2 separate regions of the Canis lupus genome follow, and region 2 is linked to region 1. Evidence: chromatin contacts called from public Hi-C data. All regions are on one chromosome and are shown on one strand. The core of a region is the stretch at or near the end of the contact, and the rest is flanking DNA. Distances in the headings are between cores, read along the strand shown. Region 1 overlaps NFIA (nuclear factor 1 A-type). Region 2 holds the start of NFIA (nuclear factor 1 A-type).

What was found. A called contact is a pair of places that touch in the nucleus more often than the background predicts.
Region 2: a contact with region 1 is called in a Hi-C map of skin fibroblasts, with 2.6 times the contacts expected there. The contact joins the promoter of NFIA here to the enhancer-like site in region 1. A contact is called at or near these places in 2 of 9 Hi-C or Micro-C datasets (amygdala and skin fibroblasts).

What each region holds. Positions count from the first base shown.
Region 1 is chr5:48,846,093-48,848,711 of UU_Cfam_GSD_1.0, forward strand. The region is part of intron 11 of NFIA (nuclear factor 1 A-type); the gene reads right to left. Among named protein-coding and RNA genes, the nearest start is that of TM2D1, 220 kb to the left of the region's middle. Within about 2 kb of position 1,294, at least 6 of the 20 cell types and tissues checked have an H3K27ac peak or open chromatin away from gene starts, as enhancers often do.
Region 2 is chr5:49,210,187-49,212,805 of UU_Cfam_GSD_1.0, forward strand. It overlaps NFIA (nuclear factor 1 A-type), which reads right to left and starts at 1,300. Exons shown (of 12, transcript XM_038537347.1): 1 at 1,174-1,300. The coding sequence starts at 1,254. It overlaps LOC102154089 (a long non-coding RNA gene), which reads left to right. Exons shown (of 3, transcript XR_005359684.1): 3 at 1-939.

The sequences.
Region 1 (2,619 bases), core at 44-2,543:
AGTCTGGTGGGGGCAGTTATAGGAGGGCAAGAAGCTTGATCATCTTGTCACTGAGCCCTCAGTGCCCAGCACAGTGCCAGGAGTAGAAGGTTCTCAACAAAGAAGTGTCGAATAAATGGACAATGGGTGAGGGAAGAGGTTTCCTGTGCCAATCAATGTCTACTTTGATGATTTTTCACATCTCCTTTTCAATGAGATGTAGGCACTAAAGATGGTATTGTGACATTCTCTGAACAGGCGCAGATGATCAATAGTGATAGAAAAATAGGGGCGGTGAAGTAGAAAAAGTGCTGTATGAAGAGTTCTGCAGGATTTGGGCAAGTCACAGCACCTCCTTGATACCCAGTTTCCTTTATGTGTGCCTGAGATAGATTTTATGAGGTAAAATGCTCCTTTGGCTCAGTGTTTCTAAGATAATTTATCAAAAATGATATATAATAATCAAGTGGGATCAAGATTTCACCCTATTAACTGCCATGATGTCCAAAGGACATAAATGAGGCCATTGCATAGCCTCTGTTCTTGTTTATGTTCAATCAGCACTTATTTAGAGCCTGCCATATGCCTGCTGGGCCCAGTTACCAGTTACCTTTTCCTTTCAAAAATCCTCAGGTGATTGGCTTTGGATAACATCACTTTATATGCTGGCAATTCTTTCTCTGTTGGCTAACCAAAGTGACCAGTTATGGTCTAATATCAGAGTTGGTTTCTCAAGTGAAACAGAAGTGTTTAGCTTTTGCCAACTTCTCCCTAGAGATGCCCTGCCAAATTCACCACATTCATCATCATTCACAGAAAAATCACCAACTTCTAGCAAAAGTGAATGTCTCTGAAAATGGAGTTGGCAGTATCAGAAAGGGGTACATTTGAGTGGGTTCAGTCAGACTTTCATTGGTGCCCAAGAGATTCAACTAGGTAAAGGACAGCCTCTGATCCCAGGGGGATGTGGCAAAATGATAGCTACGTGGAGGTGGGTATGAGATTTCCTGGTCGCACAAGCTACCTCTGATTTCCAGAGGACTTGAAAAAGCCAGGCCTGAATCGAAAAACTACTCATCCTGTGTAACTTTTAGATATTCTTCTTTGACCACATGCTTGGAGGAACACAATAAAGCCTCTTGTGTCCCGAAAGGAAATCATCCTGGCAAATACAAATGGCCTAAATCTAACCGGACAAAAGGAGGGGGGTGGGGGGAGAAAGGACAGGGGTGGCAAGCCCCAAGCTGTATTTCCAGGAGGCTTCTCCCAGTAGCCCACTGATCCGTGCGTGCTACGGCCTCCGTCTCATCTCTCGCTATCAAAACAGTATCCAAGTTTGGGTGCGGCGAGTAACGCTTACGGCATTTCTGTCCTCACACTTTCTAAGTCGGTGGTGAAATTCCAGCCTTCTTCAATCTGACGCTGCATAGTAGCTCTTGAAGCACACACGGGGGACCCAGTGAGTCAGCAGGGGGAGCAGTTTTCCATACCACAGTTTCTGGACACAACCTCAGTGCACTACAAAAATCTGCAGTGCCTCTGCACTTCTCTTAAAAAGCAAAGCAAAAAAAAAAAAAAAAAAAAAAGTTTCTTCACACATCTTACTATTCAGTGTGCGCCTTGCCGACAAGGTTACCCCAGAGCAGCTCTGTAATCCTTCACTGAAATAGGCTTTATTGATTGCTCTGGTCTATTGTTCTCTTTTCAAGTCCCCCAAGTTCAAGTTCATCCTGGTGTTACATCATGTCTGGTTGCTAAGAGCAACCAGACAGACCCAGACGTGACTATCATTAGCAAGAAACCCTCCGCTCTCCTCCCACCAACCTTCCAGTGGCTCTGACGTAGCAAGCCCACTGCAAACACATTGAAGTATTTATTCTGCCTAATTTATGACCTACACGGCAAGCGAGACCCCCACTCCAAAAACCAACACTGTTGTATATTTAATTAATCTGTCTTTCTCTGGCACTTGGGAAAGTTAGACAAAGGACTAATTATTGTGTTTCACTCTCCACACTTTTCTTTCGGGGGTGTGTGTGTGAATATTTGCATGGGAAAGAAAACCACAAGGCCTAGCATTCCCCCCCCCTCCACTTTTTCTTTTTTGCCCTATTGACATTTCATGAAATACTTTAGCTGCTTAAGGGAATTAGAAAAAAAATGCGATGTGAATGTTACTCCTTCTGAGTTGGTATTCAGTAACACAAATCAACTCATGACATGTTTAAATTTAAATGCTAACCACACACTCTCAGAGTTACTTTAAAGGTTAGTTTTTAATCAATAGAAGTTGCTGACTCTGGGTTTTTGAGCTGCGCACTGCAGCTCTTGGGCTTTTGTCTACCGTTAGAGCTTTCAAACTTTTTTTTTCCTTGAGATGATTTTAGCAATGATTTTCAGACACAGAAGGCTATTGTGCTCTGACCAGCAACATATCAATAGAGAAGCGAGTTGCCCTGTGGTGTGGTGTCAATATGACTCCTGAAGGCATGGGTTGGGGGTCTTTAATAACCCATGAAAAAAACTTAATTAACCCTTTCAGGCCCAAACCAAAACCTATTCTTAAACTTTTTCACTCCTGTAATTTGACCATTAGTACTTATTTCAACATCACACTAATCTTCATGACAATTAACCCAG
Region 2 (2,619 bases), core at 50-2,549, 360 kb after region 1:
TGTTGTGGTAACAAGAACAAATGTGAACTTGGCCAGCCTTAATATCCTATTTGGTACCGACCATATATTTAAACAGCAGAATTCAAGAAGAGTGGAGAAAAAAACACTTTCTCCCCTTCCTCCTTTCAAATGTATAAAACAGCTGTCAATCCACCTGTGAAACATTCTATCTCCCCTAAAACTACTGTTTAGAGTTCAGGAGGAGAGGCTTGCCTATTCCTGCAAAGTACTTGAAAAGTCAAAGCTTCTAAGATAACCAGGGAAGTTTGTAATGCTGCCTATCCAATATGTGACTTTCCAAAGCTCAGTACCGTCCTGGATAGTTCAGGCAAGTTTTTAAGCCACGCATTTTTAAAAGTTGAACCTCCCCTTGCACAACAGTTAAAAGCTTCCCCGAATTCAAAAATAATAATTAATGCAAAGTTAATATTTCCCTAGAAGAGTTTTTCTAACTTTCTCCGAAAGGCAATTAGGAAAGCATTACAATTCATGCAAAAATTCCCCCAGTTTTTTTTTTTTTTTTCTTAAACTCAAAAACTCTTTCCTATTGTGCTTGCTAAATCCGGAAGAGCTTGTAGCTTTGACAGCTTGAACCACACCATCCCCTTCAGAGCCGCAGAGAACTTTAGATCTTTTCTGCCCCGCCCCCTCTGGCTACTGAGAACCATTGTACACCCAGGCTTCCTCACGATTGGATAAAGCTTTTGTCAATCTCCCATGTTGTACCATTGATTAGAGGATCGAATCGTCAATTATTCTCCGGGTCCAGACATTTCTTTTCGAGTTAGGTTGACTGCTGAGGCCAGACGTCTTTTTACAGAACAGAGCACGTACAGGATTTTTTTCCCCCTTTCTGGAACCGAGCAAGCGCTAGGAGGAAAAAAATCTGTCAAGCTCAGCAATTTTTTCAAATCTCGGGGAGGAAAAAAAAAAAAAAAAGGAAACCCGGTCTCTGATGCACATAGAAAAAAAAAAAAAAAGCCATCCACAAAGCTACGTCTTTAAAACAAAACCATCACAATAAACATTCACCCAGCAATCACTTAAATGCATATGCAAGCCAGAGAAATTTTAAAGTCTTAGCCATTAAACAAAATCATTCTACCATTATTGTTGTTTATAAAACACACATCGTATAAACGCAAAATAGAAAGTTTAAGATGTACCACGTACCATTGCAATGTAAAAAGAGTACGTGAGAAACTTTAAAATGTTCAGACGAATGGCTTCATTTGTTGTCCCCCTTTTTTGCATTAAAAAAAAATCTAAATAAACTTGGAACCGTTGAAAACCCGGAAGAGATTTTTTTTTAAAGCTGTTGGCCAATTGCAGGCTTCTTGGAGATTTTTTTTTTTTTTTTTAACTCCAAATCAGAAGGCTTTTGCAATTGCAATGCGCGCTCTCTGCCTCTCTCACTCTTTCTCTCTCTCTCTCTCTCTCTCTCTCCTCTTTTGATAGCAATCCAACCCGGGCTGGCTGGTTCTCAGATTCTCTCTGGTTTTGCCTTGTGTGCTTTGGATTGTACGAGACTTTGCAGAAGTTGCAATCGATTCGCAGTCCCTCTCTCCTCTCCCTACCCCCTTGTTTATTTCCGCAATCGCTGCAATTTGCATAGTAACCACGCACTAGGCGCCGGCGGCAGCCTGCGGAGGGGGCGGGGAGGGGGCAGGGACCAGGCCTTGCCCCCTTCTCCCCTCCTCCCGGCTCCCTGCCCGCCAGTCTCCTCCTCCCCCACGGTGCGTGGCCAATAGGAGCCCCGGGATTCAGCGCAGGCTCCGGTCGGCACACCGTTCGGAAGAAAAGCTCCAGTGTTACTAGGCCCTGCTCGCAGGATCGTGTTTTTGGCGCGGTGGAAGTTCCCCTGCTTGCGGACCTCGCAGCCGGTACTAGGACTATGTGAGGATGCAGGACCTTTGCCTGCGGTTGTGCGGGTTTTGTACGTTTTAATCAAGTCTGCACAGCTGCTCTCTCGGTTTCTTTTTCCATAGCCTCTCGTGAGTTATTAGGCTAGTTCATGATGGTTAGTGAGAGATTTAACCTTTATTTGCACTGTGTAGACCAAGAGTTAAAGATCCTCTTTGGTGCATTAAATCACGAGAGTGCAAAATGTCACAGAGAACTTGCAGTGAAATAAAGCTTCTACTTTAGATTCCGAAAGGAAAAGCCCGGCCGGTTCTGCTCTCTGCAGATGACTGAACATAAAATTGTTAGGTGGGCTCCCTCAAAAATAAAGTTGTCCCTTTAAAGGGGGGAGATGCAGTGGAATTCTAGCTTAATTGCCAAGCATCTATTGTGTCAATATCCTTACAAAACCGGGATTCCACAAAGTTTGACGCCCTCCCCCGCCCCCACCCCCCATCCCATCGCCCCAAGAGAAGGGCTGGGTTTGGACGGTTGAAATGGGGAGGGGGAGGCTGTTAATGTAATTATTGGAACATTAAGTGCTTCACCTAACTGATTCATCTTATTTCATTAACCCAGGCTCTTTAATACCATCTCAATGTCAACCTTTTAAGTGTTTGTTTTAAACAACAGACTAGCCCTTGGTGCAGTGGTGGTGCGGGGAAGGCGACTCTAAAGGAAGGGAGTGTCCCTTTAAATGGAAAGCATCACAACCAG